Linked DNA regions of Mus musculus: regions 2, 3, 4, 5, 6 and 7 are each linked to region 1. The links are chromatin contacts, called in public HiChIP or PLAC-seq and promoter capture Hi-C maps. All regions are on one chromosome and are shown on one strand. Each heading gives the region's core, a stretch centred on a gene start, on an enhancer-like site or on the middle of the called end of the contact. The rest is flanking DNA. Distances are from core to core; before and after follow the strand shown. Region 1 holds the start of Abca5 (ATP-binding cassette, sub-family A (ABC1), member 5). Region 2 holds the start of 1700096J18Rik (RIKEN cDNA 1700096J18 gene). Region 3 has its middle 220 kb from the start of Gm30158. Region 4 holds the start of Amz2 (archaelysin family metallopeptidase 2). Region 5 holds the start of Kcnj2 (potassium inwardly-rectifying channel, subfamily J, member 2). Region 6 holds the start of Prkar1a (protein kinase, cAMP dependent regulatory, type I, alpha). Region 7 has its middle 17 kb from the start of Gm39443.

Region 1 (2,538 bases), core at 10-2,509:
TATCACTGAACTACAAGTCCACTCCTATAATAGAATTTTAATATTTTCTGTTTCTATGGGTGCAATTTTGTTAAGTGAGTAGGTATTTTTTGTGAAGATAAAAATATTTACATACCTTTCTTGTAGGTGTTTTCTCTCATCAGTAGTATTATTAGCAGTATTTACCATAGTTTATGATTCGCAAGACCTGAAAATTTAAATTGGTATAAGAAAAAGTTCTTAACTTCAGGCTACATATGATGTAGCTGAAGAGATTAGCATGTAAGACAGTGAAAGGGATACTATGGTGCCAAGTGGGGTGTTTGAGAGGAAAGATATCATTGTGTCAGGCTCTATGATAGTGTACACACACATGCAGGCAAAACGTCCACATCTATAATAAAGCAGAACACATTCTATAGACTTAGTTTTCAATTTGAGAACTACACACACATACACAAAATATGTATGAATGTTCACATTCACAGAGCTGAAGATGTTTTCGAAAGTAACTGTAACACATAGCACTGGGGACTGCACACACCAGACACATTCAGTATCAAGCCAGCAAAAATTCCAGCATGAATAGTGTGTGTGTGTGTGTGTGTGTGTGTGTGTTATGAATTGGCAGTTTGTGGCTTCTGGATAAGAAAGGATCAGTCTTCCTCAGGGATGTGTAATTTTGGTATTGTGAACTTTACTTTGCAATACCTTTGGCCCTTGTTTCGATCACTTTGGGTAACGACATTCCAAACATCAGTTTGCATTTTAAGTAAAAATTAAGCGTGGTATATAGTCTTTGCCAGAAGTCAACACTTGCAGATTTTCGGAGGATGTTTGAAGGAACCGGTAGGATGTTCAAGGTGGTAGTCTGAGGTTGGAGAGGAGAAGGCAGTCTTTACAGAAACGAGGAGGGAGGACGCTGCAGCAAGAGGGAGGAGTGTCAGACTTTTATCAACTCTTTAAATACAAGGGAACAGAGGCAGATGGGAGGGTGGAGAACCAAGGCCGTCCTTCTTGAGGCGACAGAAGTCTCCTCAAACCCATCGAGCCTCGGTGGAGGGTGCGGCGAGCTCCCCAGGAGGTTCTGAGCACCTGAGCTAGAGTCGGCAGGTCCAACCAAGTACTCTGCGACTCGTTCGCCGCGCTCACCTCCGCCGGAGCCCCGCCCCCAGTAGCCCCGCCCCCAAGCGCGCTCCCGTCTCGAGCTCCAGGAGCACGCGCATTACGCACGCCCCGCCCTCAGGTGCATTCAGGGGCGGGCAGGGGGCGTGTCTCCGGCGGCGCGCGCGGCTCTCTCGGCGTAGCGGGGCGGCGGGCACGCGCGCGCTCGGCCTCGCGGACCGCGTCTCCGCGCAGAATTTCCGAGCTCCGTCACTTACCGCGGTCGCGGTCGCCGCAGGTAAGCTCGCGGCTTGGGCCTGACAGCGCTGCGGCTGCGACGCCGGGGTGAGGAGACGCCGAGGCCCGCGGCGCTCGAGGTCGCTCGCCATTCGTGTCTGCGGAGAGAGGTGACGCGGCGGCGGGGACGGGGCATGGACCGTGGAGATGGCCGAGCAGCTAGGGAATGAGGAGAGGGGAGGGTGTGGCGGGCCGCGGGGAGCCGGAGGATGCTGGCGGGTGGCGGGCGCTGACAGGGATCCCTGGGCTAGCGACATCCTCAGAACTTCTAGAGAGGCAGAAGGAAAAGAAAGGACAAACCGAAATTAAATAAAAGCCCAAACCAAACCGAAGTCAGTTTTCCCCCTGAGGGCTCAGGAGCATCGCCCTACTTGGGGCGCAGATCGGGTAGCGGATCATGTGTGACCAGAGGACTCGGGGTGAGAGGAAAAGCCGCAGAGCTCGTGACACGGTTTTGGGGTTGAAAATAATCTGAATTCCCCAAACATAGCTAACGAAGATTCCCAGGCGCGGAAAGGTTTCAGGGAGGAGGAGAAAGCGAGGTCCATGGGGGACAGCGGCCTCTGGGGCAGTCGGAGTTGAGGATTTTCGCCCCAGCTCTCTAAAAGCTTCGCTTTACGTTTTCAAAGAATCAAGTCTGAGGACAAAAATTAAGGACATTCTGGAGCCCCAGATGAGGTTAGATCCTGGCTCAGAGCCAGGGTCAGTATTACTTCATCTTGACAGCTGCTCTGAGGTTGGAGATGGTACTCTGTGTGGGAAATATGGGTCTTAAAGAGGTTAAATAACTTTATTAAGGTCCCAGCTGGGGAAAAAAATGAGGTACTGAGATTCTCCCTCTGAGATTCCAGACTCTCTAATCCTGGTGCTTTCCTCACTCTATTTTATGTTTGCCCAGAGAGCATTTTTATGTCTCGTCAGAGAAGACTCAATAGATAAGAACATTATGAGAACACTTTGTGTGTGTTTATCCTGAAAGCAGATTTAAGAGACAGTGATCTTTGAATGTGGGTCATTTAGGCAGATGTGTCCTTGATAATGCAAAACTTCAAATTCTATTAAACATAGGGAACTCTTAAATTTTGCATAAATTTATTAATATGTTCGTTACATGCCAGGTAATCATTTTGTTCCTAAAGTTCCTAGATGAATATAGTA
Region 2 (2,538 bases), core at 21-2,520, 990 kb after region 1:
AGGGGCCTCTTGTAACATGTCCTTTTGTTAATGGGAGAATGAACTAGAAGAGTCTCCTTCCCCTTCACTTTCTTAGTGGTGCTGGGCATAGAACTTAGGACTTGTAGTGCCCTGTGCAAGTATGATATTACCATTGTACTACATCCCTCACCCCAATACTAAAAGTTGAGCGGTTAGCTCTCCAAACCACCCTCCGGGCTTTGCTTAAACCCTGAGTACATCCTGTGTAGTGTCTGCTGTGCTCAGGGAGTCCCCCACCCCCACTCTGAGCCCCTGGGCTGGGCAGGGCTGGGCAGAAGTTCCCTCCCAGTGCTGGGTTGGGCACTGTGCCCAGACGTAGGCTTTTCTAGGTCAGGCAGTTCTATCTTCAGCCTGGCCCTAGGATACAGCTTGTGTAAAGTGCAGACATCGAAGGCATGCTGTGTAAACACAGACTATCTCCCTCTCCAAAGTTTCCTTTTGGGGAAGCTCCTCAAACTGGGAGACTCCATTCCAACTCCTTATCGGCTTCAGCTTCCTACGCTGATAGAAGGAAGCTATTAAAGTTCGCTTCCTGGTATTGCCTTGACCCTACGGGGACAAGCTCCTGAAATGTCCCTCGGAGGAGAATTTTTTTTCACACTCCTCAAATCCATTTACTCAGCCTAAATCCCCACATCAAACAAGCCTGCAGGAACTTTGAACATGTTTCAGCCAAACCCTATGCCCTACCGTTTACTGTCTTACTCCAGCTGGCTTAAATGTGTTTGTTTGGCTCTTGTTGAACAGTCTCCTCTGCCTCTTCCACTCATTTATAAACATTTTCCCTTCTCAGTGTCTGCCAATCCTTTCACGGTCTCTCATATGGTTGTTTTAAGATAAAAATCATGTGTGTGTGTGTGTGTGTGTGTGTGTGTTGTGTGTGTTGTGTGTGTTGTGTGTGTTGTGTGTGTGTGTGTTGTGTGTGTGTTGTGTGTGTGTGGTATGTGTGTGTGTGTGTGTTGTGTGTATATTGTGTGTGTGTACATTCTTGGTGAGAGTGCAGGTATGTATACCATGCTGGTCATGTGGAGGCCAGAGAACAACTTCAGGCATCTGTCCTTACCTTGTACCTTGCCTGAGACAGGGTCTCCTGTCCACTGCAGTGCCCACAGGCTAGCTGGCTTCTCAGCCTCCGTGGACTCTCCCGTCTTTACCTCACAACTTGCCTTAGGGACTGGAGACATGCTCTCTGGCTCAGCTCTGAGTGGGTGCTGGCTGGCAATCCACACTCGCTTGGGTCTTCACACTTGCCCAGCAAGCATTTAACTCATTAGGTCATCCCACCCCCCACCCCACCCCCCAAAGCCTCACAAAGGTTCTGCTTGCCTGTGTAAACAGTCTCATTCTTCCCCGTGCCCTTCTGATTATAAAAGACTCAGTCCTCACATCTGACTGGAGGAAAGAATGGGGTGCGGGGCATGAGGGGGAAGGGAAGGCAACAGATATCATAAAGAGTGAGCTAAGAACAATCCTAGTGTTCCCTAGGACTCTTTCTTTTCTCTCTCTCCCATCTGAACTGTGGGGCCCGGTCTCTGGCTCACACAGGATAGCACGCCAACATGGTTCCTTTTGTAATGTGATTTGGATGTGCAGTGTCCCCCACAGGCTCCTGTGTTTGAGCACTTGGTCCTCAGCAGGTGACGCTGTTTGGGAAGGTTGTAGAACCTTCAGAAAGTGAAACCTTATTGGAGGAAGCAAGCCGCTGGGGGCCCTGACCTTGAGTTCTTATTGCCTGGAAGCCCCATTTCCTGTCTGTTCTCAGCTTTCTGACTAGAGACTCAATGTAACTTGCTATCTCACATTCCAGCCATGGCTTCATCCCCATCATGACAGACTTCAAGCTATAAGCTAGGATCAACCCTTCTCTTAAGTCCTCCTCCTTCTCCCTCCCCCTCCTCCTCACCTTCTTCTTTCCTCTCCCCTTCCTCTTCCTCCCCCTCTTCTTTTTTCTTCTCCTCTTCCTCCTCCCCCTTTCCCTCCTCCTCCTCTTTCCCCTCCTACAATTTTCCTTCTACTTCTTGAGACAGGACCACCCATATCTCTGGCTGTCTTCAAACTTACCATTAAACCAGAGAAAGCCCATGAACTTCTAACCCTCATAAGTGCTGAGATCACAGGTACATACCACCATGTTCATTTTTTGTAGTCCTTGGAGCTGAACCCAGAACTCAACCACGATACATCCTGAGTCCTTAAATCATTTCTTGTCAGATATTTAGTCATCAACAAGAAAAGTAGCTAATAATGAGTGTTCCTGTCCTTCTGTAGCCCCCTCCCCAAATAGACAGGGCCATCCTGGGTAAACAAGGTGGTATAGGGGGACTTCTGAAGGTAGATCATAAAAGACACCATAGCTTCTGTATTCTCTTGAGTCACCTGGCAGGGGAGAAGCTGGCTGCCATCTTGTGGGGACACTCAAGTGGCCCCCTGGAGAGAGATCGTGTGGCAAAGAGTTGATGCTTCTTGCCTATAGGCAACACCAACACAGAGGCCACACCAGTATCAGAAACAGACCCT
Region 3 (2,538 bases), core at 19-2,518, 950 kb before region 1:
ATAAAGTCAGGAAGATATATGTAAGACCAGCTGATAGTCACATAAGCTCAGCTGAATACAGCAGGAGCAATTAACCTAATGTTTCCTTACAGATTCTCTTCACGCTGTAAAAGGCCCATTAGTAACTTTTTTTCTGATACCACTTATATTCAATCAGGTATAAAGCCATTTCATTGGCCCTTAGTTTTAGTTCCCATCCTTCAAATGCCTTCAAGCTTTTACGTTATCAGATATATAAAAATTTAAAACACCTTTGACCCTTGACTCTTGTGTTCTTCATGCAATATCTGTATTTCACTATGGAGGGAAGATAGTCCTTTGTGTGTTGTTTTGTGTGTGTGTGTTTGTGTGTGTGTGTGTTTGTGTGTTGTGTTGGTTTTGTCACCTGCCCTCAGTTGCTTCTCTGTTCTTTTGATACTAGCTTCATTTTAGTTTTCAACCCATGCAATAGATGGAATGAGCTTTGTTTTCTGCTAATCGTGAATTTATACTAGGAAAAAAAAATAACAAGACCTTCTTTAAAAAGATATTACATGTCATTATCTTCATGGATTGACCAAACAATAGACTTATTACTCAAGCTATCTGTGAAGATGAATAACTGGGAACTACTAAGGAGAGGAGAGTATCTTTCTTGTTTGGTTGTGTAAAACATAGGAAGAAATTCTAGCATGGATGTGATATATTTTCTGCTGTCTGATGGAAATAGTCTGAATGAAGACAATGCAGAACATATCTGTGTTTAAAATACACAATGTGATGGTTTGTGTATGTTTAGCCCAGGGAGTAGCACTATTTGGAGGTGTGGCCTTGTTCAAATAGGTGTGGCCTTAATGGAGGAGGTATGTCAATGTGGGTGTGGGCTATAAGAACCTCACCCTAGCTGTCTGGAAATCAGTCTTCCACTAGCAGCCTTCAGATGGAGATGTAGAACTCTCGGCTCTGCTTGCACCATGCCTTTGCCATGTTCTCATCTTCATGATAATGGACTGAACCTCTGAACCTGTAAGCCAGCCCCAATTAAATGTTGTCCTTTGTAAGACTTGCCTTGGTCATGGTGTCTGTTCACAGCAGTAGAAACCTAACAAAGACACATACCTATAGTTCTTTTCCTAGGTTGGGAATCCATGAGAATCGCCCTCCCATGTTAACATGTCTTTCTGTTGTCTTTCTCCAGGTCCTGTTCAGGCAGCATTAGGGAGACTTCATGGGGATTGCTTCCCTGACCTTTGTAAGAGTCACAATCTCACAACTGACTTCCTGTTCCTCCAAGATTTATATTTTTATCCACTTCCTCTTCCAAAATAACTACAAGCAGCTAAGGACTGTTGAGAGTGGGAGAAATAGTCTGACACAAGAAAAAGCACCTAATTGGTTACTCAATACCAAGTGGGTGGTCAGTTGTGAAATCATATACAAACAAGTAACATGACATGACTAAGCAGGTTATATTTATATGTTCAGGAATATATATATCTCATATATTTAGGAGTATATTTATTCTATATATAATAAAAAGGCCATGAAGATGAGAAAGATCTGATAAATATGAGATGAAAATCAAATATTGTAAGAATTGGAGGGATGAAAGGAAAAGGGAAATGATATAATTATGTTTTAATTTTACAATTAAAAAAAATAAGAGAACTGTCTGGTGAGCCAGAGAGATCCAGCCACCACTGAAGCTCCATCATTACTGAGAGACTGAACCATAAGCAATGGCAAGGACCATCTTAAGATTGCATATACATAATATGAAGTTTTCCATGACAATAACCCCTTTGGAGAACTTGAGATTTACCTACTTCCTTTCTGTGCTAACAAATAACAACCTTACCCGACCCCCAATTCTGGAGATCAAACCAAGCTCCTTTCAAATGCTAGGCAAACACTCCACTACTGAATTGCCTCTCCACTTTTCTTCTCTGCAGCCACCATGCTTATCATTAGCAAGTGACCTTCAGTTACTGAAGCTCTCTCAATTCGAATCACTTCTGTGGAGATAAACGTGCCCTTCACGTTTGTTCTCTCCACAAGTACAGGTATTATATAATTCTTTATGGATAAAACAATACAACGCAACCCTATAATACAAATTGTATACTTAAGACTCAGGGATCATCACAAAAGAGAGAGTGGGGTGATTATAAGAACCAGAGAACCAGGACATCTATTATGAGACAGTGTCTTAAAAAATACATACAGGAAGTGAAGGAAGTGAAGGGGTTTAGGAGTGGAAATAGGAGAAGAATTGGGGCAGAGTAAGGAATGAAAACATCAAAATACATAGTTTTTCAAATTTCCAAAGATATATACATATATACACATATACATACACATACACACACACACACACACACACACACACACACACATATATATAATTTTACAATTTAAAAAATTAATAAGAAAACTGTCTGATGAACCAGAGAGATCCAGCCATCACTGAAGCAACATCATTACTTAGAGACTGAACTGATATTTCTTTTTGACTTAAGCCACAAGCAATGGCAAGGATATATATATATATATATATAT
Region 4 (2,538 bases), core at 25-2,524, 910 kb after region 1:
TTGTCCACAGGATCAACGGCATCCCTTCCAGTGTCACTCAAAGATATTCAATAAGGAAAAGAGTAATGGTTCTGTTATTTAACTGCAGGTTGGCAAGATCCATCTCAGCCCCTTACGCTTACCTTGTCAGCCATAAGACACGGGGGTAGATCTAAGATGACCAATGAGACGCCATACTCATGGTGACAGGACTTTCCCCATTCCTATCAAGTCCCTACGTGGCACGTTCATCCTTCATACCAAGCAGACGCTTTTTGAGTGAGAAAAGAAAAAAAAGATGAATGTTTCTGTCCATTTAGTTTGTGTTTTCTAATTGAGGGCCTTTTCCATTTTTGTTTGTTTGGTTGGTTGGCTGGTTTTTTGTTCTGCTTTGTTTTGGGGGTGGGTTGGGGGGTGGGACAGGGTTTCTCTGTATTTCTCAGTTTATTAACGACTGATTTTGAAATTTAAGCTAACTGCTGTGCTCAGTGAACTTCTGAATTCTGGAGCTCAAGAGGGTGACACTGACTAGAAAGGATCCTAGAGACTACGCTGAGTGTAGCTCATCTCGGTACTGCACATCTGGGCTGAGATTTTATTTTTACAGGATGAAATTTAAAAAGAAAAAAAAAATAAATCACCATGGCCCCATTCAGTCTACCTACCTTTATAAAGGAGAAATCTCCAGCTGCTGTTTTTCCATTTATGTTTTTCTAAGGACAATGCATGTCTGGCAAAGGGGTGTGGCCTTCACCCTAATAAAAGAGACAGAGTGGAAAGTCAGAAGGCCTCCACATCCTAGTCCAACGTGGATGGTGTCGCTGAAGAAGTGTGCAGGGAGCCATCGTACAGTCACTGCAGGGACCGGGGGCCTAAGATGCTTCGGTTCTATAACCGGAACATCTCCCGCCAAGTGGGTCTCGCCAGACGTGCTAGCTGGTTGCCCATAGCAACTTGCACGGCCGGTGCAGACGCCACCCAGTCTCTGCTTGAGTCAAAAGTGGGGGGCCTCCCCGGAACTCAGAGTTCGCGTCTTCTACCCAGGGAGCAACCGGAAAGGCCCGCGTTGTTCCCAAGAGACATCCTGCCCCCGAGGTCCCCTCTGCTTCCGCCGCAGCCATCCCTCCCACCACATCCGCTCCTCCCCAACGATCAACACCTTCCTCCTCCTCCCCTGCCCAGCCCTGACGGTTCCTCATACCACCCTCACCCGGACAGGCCTCTAGGCCGCCCTCAAGCTGCCACGGTGGTCCTAGCACGCATGCGCCTCGCGCGGACGCACCTCACCCTTTCACGCATGCCCCGCCCACACCGCCCACTAGCAAGACCCGTCTTCCCGCCCCTCAATCGTCGCCCCGCCTCCTATCTGCGCTCTTCCCTCCTAAGGCTCCTCCTCCAAACACTGAGCCCGCCCCACTCCTCCAGAAAGGCCCCGCCCATGTGCTGTAACCCCGCCCCGAAGGCGTGACCTCTGTCCATTTCACAACACTCACGCTGTGTGTGGTTGACTAAAGTAGTAAGGGGGCGATGTAGTGTCGGACAGTCCCCAGTCGTCGCTGTTTCGCGTCGGCCCTCACGGGGGCGCCGCGACCCGCTCCTCGCGGGCGGTGCAGGGTCACGGAACCACCTGCCGTGGGCTGAGCCTGAGTAATTTAACCACTGGGTCCAAATAAGTCAGCCGTGTCCGCGGCTTGACACATCACCCGCTTGGACTTTCCCTTCTTAGTCGGTTTGCCCGACTGTCGCGGCCTCACCGCTGTCAGGAAGCAGGGCTGCATCCTAGGGCGTGGGGCATAGGGTTGCCTTTGGTACTTGGGGAACTAAGAGCTTAGAGCTCGGACCCCCAGGAGACTCTGGAAGGGGAAACCCCAGGGCCAGATCTCCTGATCCCCGCCCCCAGCATATACCTATTCAATCCTTTTGCATCTCTGGGCGCTTCTGGCCCCAGGAAGGTCAAACAAGGGGATGATGCCACTATTTTATCAACATCCTCTCATCCTTGGAAGTTAAAGACTGCATACCCCACATGTCTGTACCCTTCTTCCTACCCAACCCCCAAACTTTTTGCTCTCTTCTTGCCTTGTGCACACTGCTCTAATTATCCTTGCCCAGTTATTATAACAAGGCTCATATATGTTGTCCTTACTGCCCTTACCAAGTTGACAAAAGTGGCTTATTTGGGGAGGGTCTCCTGTCAAGGCTGGCCTTGAACTCACTATGTAGCAGAGAATGTTCCTGTGTCTGACTTCTGAGCACTGTATACACACATACAGAGAGAGACACATACATGTATATTCTTTCAAATTTTCATACTTCGGTTATATTTCCCCAGGACCCCCTCTGATCCTCTTTCTCCTCCCATGAGGTCACTCCCCAACAACCTGACCATTTTTTTCTCCCGGGACATTTTTAATCAGCTGTAGACATGATGCCCCTTTAGTGTAAATACTCCAGAGCATGCTTCTAAACAAGCAATTTTTTCTAAGTAGTCACAGGACACCTACACTGGGAATTCCTACCAATCACTCTGATTGCAGTCTAACACCACAAGGTTCCTGC
Region 5 (2,538 bases), core at 25-2,524, 730 kb before region 1:
TGTGTGTGTGTGTGTACTCAACTATGTAATGAAAATAAAAATAAAACCCTTAGATGTGGGTAAGAAGAGAAAGACAAGTGTAATGGTAGCTCACAGTGCACCTACAGAGCTGGTTTCCAAGAGGAAATACGACTGCCTATTAATTATTAATAGGAAAAGACAACAAATGATTAAAGGAGATATATTAATTCTCTTCTGTGCTTAACCAAAACAGGTTTTCAAGCAATGCCTTTATTTACTGCCAGGTATCTTCGGAGTTTGTGAAAATCTCTAGAATGGATAACCTCATCCAAATCTCCACTGACAGACTGAAGCAGACGGACGTGCGACTACCCATTTCCTAACTTGGTTTTTCCCTCAACTGTCATAGGAGTACTAGTTATGATGCAGTCGTTTTCCTCCCTGAATCAAGTTGCTTCGATCATTGCTTCCCTTAAACCACACTGTCTTCAAATGAGGAATTTACACCATTATTACTAAGAATAGCAAAGTACTTAGGGGAGACCGACATCGGATGGGAAAGTTTTGCGGTCTTGAAGCTAAAATCCAACTCTGGCTGCTACTTTTTTCCTTTTTTTCTCAGCAAAGGAACTTTGAGACTTGAGAAGCTCACTCTGGAATTTTGTGCTGTATCTGTAGCAAGGACTCCCCCTCCCCAAACACCAAGGATCTAGATTAAGTGCTAAGTCTCTTGGTCCGATCAAGCCCCAGTCTCCTTCTCTTCCTCCCTCTCACCCGCAATAAGAGGAAGAATCCACGCCAGGCTCGCGCTTGACTCTAAACCCAATATCTCCCTACAGCTGGTGCATTGGAAGTTATGAGCACAAACAGATGCTGCAGAGAAATCTGTTTCTATTGCTCAACTCTTCCAAGCGTGTCTCAGTATTTTTAGCTCTGAGGATGTTCTGGTGCGCACACAAACTATATAGGCAATGAGCCGGGACTCCAAAGCTTGCGGGAGGAAAGCATTAACAGCAGCCTGACAACTGGGCACCTCCGGAGCAGCCGGAGCTGTAGGGTAGAGGACTGTGGAGCAAGTTCATTGCCCTGGACACACACAGACAACCCAGAAGAGAACAGGAAGAAAACACAGAAGCCCTTACCTGTTGCTGGTACAGGATCATGGGGACATGGAGTGGAAGTGGGGATTACAGAAGCATGTAAGATCCAGTGGTTTTTGTGAAAGAGAATGAGCCGAAGCAAGTGAGAATTCCCAAGACACTGCTTGCCGGTGCTGGGAAGGCTGCGCGCTGGCCAGGGCTCCAGTGCGCTCTGCGATAGCCTGGAGGCGGTCCTTGTGATAACCGGCCTTGTTGGCTCCGCCCTCTGCCCACTGTTGGCCAATCGGAGCGCACGTGGCTGCGCTTCCCCCGCCCCGGGAACCGCCATCAGGAGGAGGAGGAGGAGGATCTCTACACCCGCGGACCCTGGCTCTGCCAGCCTCGGAACCTGCTGTGGCTTCCTCTACCTCCTCCAGCTGCCTAGCCTGGTCTGAGAGTCCAGCTCTGGGCTGAGGAGGAGGAAGTCGCGGCCCAGAGGGTACAGCAACAGGTGGGAAGCTCAGCCTCCATGCGGCTGCCTAATTGCAGCCTGGCCTTGGGCAAAGCTTCCTACTGGGTTCTGTGAGACCCACACTTCCCGGTTTCTTTCCACAGTGGAGGCCGGCTGTACGTGTTCCTGTATAAGGGCCCGAGAGGTGTCAGTGCCTGGGAAAGACGTCTACAGCAGGGAGGGAATAAATAACCACTGGGGTGCGTCTCCCTCCAGCCCTTTTCCAGCCTGTAGACTGTGGAAACCCACAGAGCACTCAACTGCAGCTTGCGGATAATCCTTAAATTAAACCTGGAAAGGGTCCCGGGACCCGCACTCAATACCCTGCAAAATTTAGATGTGCTAGCGATTGCTTGTCTGACTGGGCCGTTTCTCCTCGCAAATGATGGTGAATTACTTACAAAAAAAAAAAAAAGAAAAAAAATGCGCCTAGACTTCTCTGGGATGTGTGGGGGAAGGGAGGGAGCCGCTGGTTCCTTTCGCCTTGTCCGCCCTCGCCCTCGATCTTTCTCTCCACCACCGCCCGGCAAGCTCTGCTCATGTAAAACCAGAACAATTAGAGAGTAATGAATTCTCTGGAACAGCAACTCCTACAGACTCTCAGCTCTGCCCTCGCTCCAGCGCCTCCCCGTCCTCCTTCCCAGCAACCAGGCAAGAGTACTGCAGACCTTCAAAAACCAGCCTCGGTTAGCACCTGCATCCTGACAATTTATAAATGAATTCTCCACTGAGTGTGTAAAGCAGGTGCATGTTATCTCTGAGTACATTGGTATCGTAGCGAAGCTTTGCTTTTAAAATGACATGATGCGTTTAGGAGTCTTTTATCTTCCACGGAGTTTTGCAGTCCGGTTTAATGAATATGCTTCAAGCACCCCAAAGCATCTGCCTACCTTTAACTTAAGCCCGTAAAGACTGCCTTGAGTCACCAAACAACCTCTACAAAATATTTCGCGTTCTAGGTGGTAGGAGCAGGGCACACTTTTATGT
Region 6 (2,538 bases), core at 18-2,517, 690 kb after region 1:
GGGTATGTCTTGGTTCCACGTTTGTATTTACTTTTTAAAAACCCCACAACTTAGCTTCTCTCCAAAACAAACACTAAAACCATCATCACTGCATCGAGTATTCGTAAGAAGGGGGATTCTTGAGGAAATTCGGTTCTGATGACACTCTTGCTTTCAGAAGGACTATACTGGAGGACATATTTAAACCGCCTTTGGGAGCCTGTTGCTGACAGGGCCCACATCTAAAGGATGCCAAGTAACACTAACACAGCCTGGGGGGTGGGGTGGGGGTCATCATCTAAATGCGAGCCTTCATTTCTCTGCTCAAGAAACCTATCTATCCTGGCTCCCTCAAGTCATCGGCTGTCCCCACACCCGCTCTGGGCTGGAGTTAAGGGTTAACGGGCGCCGCGTATTTTCACGAGGGAGGGCAGGAAAGTGCCCTTCACTTCACTTAGGCCACGGTCATGATCACTGAGAGCAGCAAGACGGCCCCTCATCCCCCACCAGGCAGGAGGCCGCAGACGTGGAGTGGAGCGGAGCGGGAGGCCTGGGGAGGCTGGGGTGGGCGGTGGTGGGGGCTGGAAAGGACGAGAAGTGTTAGGGGGACAAAGGGAAATGGAGCTAGGCTGAAATCACCGAGCGGAGGGGTGGAGGGAGACGAGCCCGCGAAGAGGAGGGGGGAAGCCAGGGCAGAAGAAACGACTGGGCAGAGATGAAGACTACAGCCGAGTGGCGAGGCTAAGACCGAAAAGCCATGGCGGATTCCGGTTTAAAAAAAAAAAAAAAATACCGAGCTCTTGTCCTTCAGGAAGTGGGGGAGGGAGGACGGGCGCCGAGGCCGCGGCGCGCGGGGGCGGAGGCGGCCGGGGAGCCGAGGGCAGCGCAGGACCGGGGACCCGGAGACACTCAGGACGGGGGCGGAACGGCGGGGGGCAGGGGCGGCCTACGGCCCCGCGGGGAACGGTGCAAGGGCGGACCCCGGGGGACAGTGCGAGGCCTGCGACAGGCCCCGAGGCCGCCTCGGAGGCGCAGGGGGTGCGGCCGTCCCCCCGCAGCGCGCTCCCCGGGGCGCCATCTTGGCTCGCTCCCGCGCCTTCAGGGACGCGCAGCGGAGCGCCGCGGCCGGCGACTCCCCGGTCAGGCCTCGGGCCCGCACTCACCTGAGGGCGGGCGGCGGCACGAGCAGGGGCTAACGCAGGGCGAGGCGGCCGGGGTGACCGAGCGTCCAGCGGGCTCAGCTCGCAGCCTCACTACCACTCTGCGATAGCGGCTCGGCGACGGCTCCACCGGAAACCAGCCGACCGCGGCCAATCAGCGTTCGGCTGCTGACGTCAATGCGCCTCGCTCTGGCCAGGGCGGTTGCCTTGGCAACCTTAAAGGCGCAGACGCCTAGGATCCTCCTCCAACCCCATCCCCACCCCCCTCAAGCCCACCACCGGCTACTCCCACCCCCTACCCTTAGCCCGTCGTCATCTAGCTAGAACCGTTCTCTTGCAGGGCACCTCTCCATCTTTATCTTGTCGCGTATACGTAGCCCCTTCATCGCTCTCATCTTTTTCCTTCTCTTTCTGCTAACCCGTTTCTGTCTCCTTTATTGTCCCTTCCTTACCAGGTGTGGTGGGGGGTCCTCTAGATTGTTTAGCTGTTCGGAGATCTCAGCCTCTCCTCGGTTCCTCGGTGGCTCTTGCGTCTGCCTCCCTCCACGCCTCTGTCTTTTCTCCCTCCCTTCGACCCTCCTACCGCAGACCCACGTGGGACGATTCGGTGACAGGTGGGCGACTCCGCCCTGGGTGCTATGGGACGGCAGGGAGGGGGATGGGGTTACAGGACGCTGGGCGGACAAGGAGATCCCTGCTGTTGGAAGAGGAGGAGGCCCTAGCGGATCTACCACAGCTGAGCGCAAGCGGATGCTGAGATGCTCCTGATGGACAGAGCGCGCATCCTGTGTAGACCCCCGCAATACCCGGGGTTCCGGACTCGGGCCTGTCATCCGGTCCAGGAAATCTGAGCCCCTATCAAGCCTCTGCTTGGCTAATCTGACTACTGTCTCCACAAGTGAGCTGTCATCAATGGAGGCCCTACCGTGCCTACAGAAGCACCAGATGTAGGGAGACTTCCAAGAGGAGCCCGGAGTCCTGATAATGCCCTAGCCTCCTATTATGCCAGACTGCGTCATGGGCAGTACAGACAGATGGGCAGATCAAATCATTGACCAAGCAAGAAATCTGAGCTGCATGAGAAAACAAGAGAAAAGGCGACTTCATTATTCCTTCAGTCAACTTTCCCCTTAAGTATGTGAAAATGAAAGCAAGGGACACAATTTTAGGCATATGAATTAAATAAATAAAGTGGGCCTAAATAAATACATAAATAAAATAGGCCCCTGCAGTGTGTGGTTCTGAGTAGCTGCAAGGTGTTGACAGCCTCATCGTGTATGTGCTAGGGCAATGTGCGTAGAAAATATCACGGATTTAACACTTAGTACCAAAAAAGGTTACAATATCTCCTGCATAATTTTCACAGTGATCCCCAGTTAAGATATTTGGGTTAAGTGGT
Region 7 (2,538 bases), core at 29-2,528, 670 kb after region 1:
GCCTGGGCTGCGTGAGGAAGTGACACCATGTATGTCAAAACCAAGAGCCAGACACAAAAGGGGGAGCTGGTGGAAGATTAGGGTCGCATGGCTTCATCAGATCAAATCACTTTATTGTCTGATAAAAGCCAGAGGATCAAAAAATATGGAGGGGAGGAAGAAAAGACATCACTACAAGGGACAAATCCAGAACCAGCAATGTCACTCAGACTTGTGCATATGTCCAAGGACAGACAGGATGACTGAGAACAGGTAGTATTGTTTTGGTCTTCTGAGATTGGAGTTCATGTACACCAGGCTGGCCCTGAATTCTTGATTCTCCCGCCTCTACTTCCCAAGTGCCTGGATTAAGGCACGAGTCACCATGCTGGTCTTGTAGTGGATGGTTCTGATTCATCCTAGCACCCCACGTTATGGGCACACAACCCCAGAACCCAGTTTGCGAAATAACCTTGCCTCTATTCACCCTAGAGCCTTGCCAGTCCCAGACACTACCCTGCAAGACATAGGTCTGCAACCCTCACGAGCATGCCCCTCCTCCAATGTGTAAGGATGAGAACTATAGCTCTCAAGAGACAAAACCACATCATCTTGTGGTTTAGACTTCTTCCAAAATGTATAGCATCACACCCATTTGTGAAGTCAAATTTGCTGGGTGCTGTGACTCATTCCAGCAAATCCCCACCCTTGAGTGGCTGAAACAAAGAGTGTAGAGTTGAAGGCTGGGCTGGGCTGGGCTGGGCTGGGCTACAGGAGAAAAAACAGCAAAGTCAACTCTTTACCAGAGAAAACTGGTTCTAAAGACTTCCCTCTCAAGAAGGCCCTTTTGTGAGGCGCAGCTTCCTGCAGCAACATCAACTGTTTCTTCTCTTCTCCCATGTCTGGGAAGCACAAGGAAGCCACACTGAAGATTGGGGGCTGGGGGGGACAGGCACTGTCAGATCAAAGAAAGGATGGTTTGGGGCTCTCAGCCAGCCTGGCTCGGGCGAGCTGCAGTCCATCTCCAACATGGCCTCCCTGATGCAGACCAGTCTCTCGAGACTCTGAAATCTGCTTTACATTTCAAAACCAAAGTAACTCGGCTTGATTCTATGATGGATAACTATATAGGCTACTTTTAACTATCTGTTTTTCTAACAACAACAACATAAAGCTAAGAGCAGCATTTTTCAAAAGCACCAGAAGACAAAAACATTCCATTCTCAGAGTGTGGAGTTCTTACAGCTTACGCACTCTGAATCATTGCTCAACTTCCCATGGGGAAAAAAAATATTCTGAGTCTATGTGAAAACTTTCCATGTTACCACTGGCAAGCAAATAAAAAAACCAAGACTGTGTGAACTGGTAGGGATCAGTTTGGAGGGATATGCCACAGCATTCTCCAAATGCTGGACCTATCTAAGGATAAGTCAATTCTCTTATAGGGAGCAATTCTGTCCTATTAAACTCCTGGCCTCTTAACTGGTAAATTATTACTGCCCCTAGGAGAAGTATGAGGTCAGGTTCTTAGGATTCTCTAGTCTAACTTCACTGACCCATTACTACAGAATCTCATCTTGTGTGGTAAAGATCATGTCTTTACATTGCTGGTTCTTTAACACTGCATCTGTCTACTGCTGCACGTTCACAGTAAGAGACAGCTTTCTCAAACTCAGGAACGCGAGTCAGCCCATGAGCACTATCCTGGGAGGCCTTCTAAATACCGAGTGACCTCATCAACAGCAGGCACGAGGGCCCCCACACAAGCGTGGTGCAGGAGGCCCCCAGGTGACATGGCCACAGATGAGGTGAGGCAGACCTCACTCAGCCTCGGGTGGGAAGGCAAGGGATAATCACGTTTTTCTCTGCGAGTGCAGCTCAGGTCCCAGAGGGCTTCTGGTGTGGCAGTCTCGGGGTCACACTTACATTGTACCAAGTAGGGAGACACGCAAATGCAGGATCTGCAGACTGAGAAACAGCTGCGACTCATCTGAGGTTGGCAAAGCTGAGCATAAAGAAAAAGCTCTCCATCTAGTGGTGACTTTTTTAAAATCACAAAGCTACTTCTTGTTCTTACAGGGACTCATGATGATGTCACAGTTCTAAAGTTATGCCAAGAAACAAATTTTAGCTGTGTATGTACACAAAAATGATGGTTTCTACAGAAATACCCCAAATGTAAGAAGGGAGAGATTTGTGTTTCCCCTTGGCAGATGTGATGGAGGGCAAATTAAATGGTTAGCATGGTTTTGGTCCACCCGGAAGTGCACTGGCAGGGCTTTGCCAAAGTTCACAAAGGGTCCAAATCTTTGAGGTTGGAGACAAAGTGACGCCACTGCCATTGTGCTAATTCAATTTCAGAATGTCAACACAACAGTAAACTGCATCCTGGGCCAAGTTTTAAAAGAAGGACATGCAGCTGGTGAGAGGAAGGGACTTCTGAACCTGGCCAGGCAGAGCTTAAGCAGCAGAACTCAGCCACTCTCCAGCACTAACTCCAGCTTCCCTGCGTGTGAAGATCCCAGTTATCACCAGAGTAACTCATGTGCTCACTCTTCA

Evidence for each region. Promoter capture Hi-C pulls out the DNA fragments that hold promoters and counts their contacts. HiChIP or PLAC-seq counts read pairs in DNA pulled down with a chosen protein or histone mark.
Region 2: a FOXA1 HiChIP or PLAC-seq map of pancreatic cancer cells shows a contact between it and region 1. The contact joins the promoter of 1700096J18Rik here to the promoter of Abca5 in region 1. A contact is called at or near these places in 4 of 39 promoter capture datasets (embryonic stem cells, frontonasal cranial neural crest, liver and 1 more), 1 of 115 datasets of contacts at active chromatin or transcription factors (pancreatic cancer cells) and 1 of 9 other capture datasets (embryonic stem cells).
Region 3: a contact with region 1 is called in an H3K4me3 HiChIP or PLAC-seq map of bone marrow-derived macrophages, with 7 times the contacts expected there. The contact joins the enhancer-like site here to the promoter of Abca5 in region 1. A contact is called at or near these places in 4 of 39 promoter capture datasets (the 3T3-L1 cell line, embryonic stem cells, frontonasal cranial neural crest and 1 more), 1 of 115 datasets of contacts at active chromatin or transcription factors (bone marrow-derived macrophages) and 1 of 9 other capture datasets (liver).
Region 4: a promoter capture Hi-C map of embryonic stem cells shows a contact between it and region 1, with 2.8 times the contacts expected there. The contact joins the promoter of Amz2 here to the promoter of Abca5 in region 1. A contact is called at or near these places in 2 of 39 promoter capture datasets (embryonic stem cells and liver), 1 of 484 Hi-C or Micro-C datasets (embryonic stem cells), 3 of 115 datasets of contacts at active chromatin or transcription factors (astrocytes, embryonic forebrain and memory CD8 T cells) and 1 of 9 other capture datasets (liver).
Region 5: a promoter capture Hi-C map of embryonic stem cells shows a contact between it and region 1, with 4 times the contacts expected there. The contact joins the promoter of Kcnj2 here to the promoter of Abca5 in region 1. A contact is called at or near these places in 10 of 39 promoter capture datasets (the C10 cell line, cranial neural crest, embryonic stem cells and 4 more), 3 of 484 Hi-C or Micro-C datasets (embryonic fibroblasts, embryonic stem cells and olfactory sensory neurons), 9 of 115 datasets of contacts at active chromatin or transcription factors (astrocytes, bone marrow-derived dendritic cells, bone marrow-derived macrophages and 5 more) and 4 of 9 other capture datasets (adipose tissue, embryonic stem cells, liver and 1 more).
Region 6: an H3K27ac HiChIP or PLAC-seq map of extraembryonic endoderm stem cells shows a contact between it and region 1, with 19 times the contacts expected there. The contact joins the promoter of Prkar1a here to the promoter of Abca5 in region 1. A contact is called at or near these places in 10 of 39 promoter capture datasets (the 3T3-L1 cell line, cranial neural crest, embryonic stem cells and 6 more), 3 of 484 Hi-C or Micro-C datasets (embryonic fibroblasts and embryonic stem cells), 17 of 115 datasets of contacts at active chromatin or transcription factors (astrocytes, bone marrow-derived macrophages, cardiomyocytes and 14 more) and 4 of 9 other capture datasets (adipose tissue, embryonic stem cells, liver and 1 more).
Region 7: a contact with region 1 is called in an H3K4me3 HiChIP or PLAC-seq map of embryonic stem cells, with 7 times the contacts expected there. The contact joins the enhancer-like site here to the promoter of Abca5 in region 1. A contact is called at or near these places in 7 of 39 promoter capture datasets (the 3T3-L1 cell line, cranial neural crest, hematopoietic stem and progenitor cells and 3 more), 1 of 484 Hi-C or Micro-C datasets (B cells) and 7 of 115 datasets of contacts at active chromatin or transcription factors (the NIH/3T3 cell line, bone marrow-derived macrophages, effector CD8 T cells and 4 more).

What each region holds. Positions count from the first base shown.
Region 1 is chr11:110,336,437-110,338,974 of GRCm38.p6, reverse strand. It overlaps Abca5 (ATP-binding cassette, sub-family A (ABC1), member 5), which reads left to right and starts at 1,259. Exons shown (of 39, transcript NM_147219.2): 1 at 1,259-1,490. Gm39445 (a long non-coding RNA gene) reads right to left here and starts at 1,137. Exons shown (of 3, transcript XR_880289.1): 1 at 691-1,137; 2 at 116-187.
Region 2 is chr11:109,345,599-109,348,136 of GRCm38.p6, reverse strand. 1700096J18Rik (RIKEN cDNA 1700096J18 gene) reads right to left here and starts at 1,270. Exons shown (of 2, transcript NR_027883.1): 1 at 1,085-1,270.
Region 3 is chr11:111,289,546-111,292,083 of GRCm38.p6, reverse strand. No RefSeq gene overlaps it. Among named protein-coding and RNA genes, the nearest start is that of Gm30158, 220 kb to the left of the region's middle. Within about 2 kb of position 1,268, at least 27 of the 459 cell types and tissues checked have an H3K27ac peak or open chromatin away from gene starts, as enhancers often do. A contact at or near this core is called in bone marrow-derived macrophages, where this site is marked.
Region 4 is chr11:109,424,682-109,427,219 of GRCm38.p6, reverse strand. It overlaps Amz2 (archaelysin family metallopeptidase 2), which reads right to left and starts at 1,274. Exons shown (of 9, transcript NM_025275.4): 1 at 1,190-1,274; 2 at 645-734; 3 at 123-250. The coding sequence starts at 134.
Region 5 is chr11:111,064,900-111,067,437 of GRCm38.p6, reverse strand. It overlaps Kcnj2 (potassium inwardly-rectifying channel, subfamily J, member 2), which reads right to left and starts at 1,274. Exons shown (of 2, transcript NM_008425.4): 1 at 1,104-1,274.
Region 6 is chr11:109,649,678-109,652,215 of GRCm38.p6, reverse strand. Prkar1a (protein kinase, cAMP dependent regulatory, type I, alpha) reads right to left here and starts at 1,267. Exons shown (of 11, transcript NM_001373913.1): 1 at 1,143-1,267.
Region 7 is chr11:109,670,036-109,672,573 of GRCm38.p6, reverse strand. It overlaps a transcript of Fam20a not described here. Among named protein-coding and RNA genes, the nearest start is that of Gm39443, 17 kb to the right of the region's middle. Within about 2 kb of position 1,278, at least 158 of the 459 cell types and tissues checked have an H3K27ac peak or open chromatin away from gene starts, as enhancers often do. A contact at or near this core is called in the NIH/3T3 cell line, bone marrow-derived macrophages, effector CD8 T cells and 2 more, where this site is marked.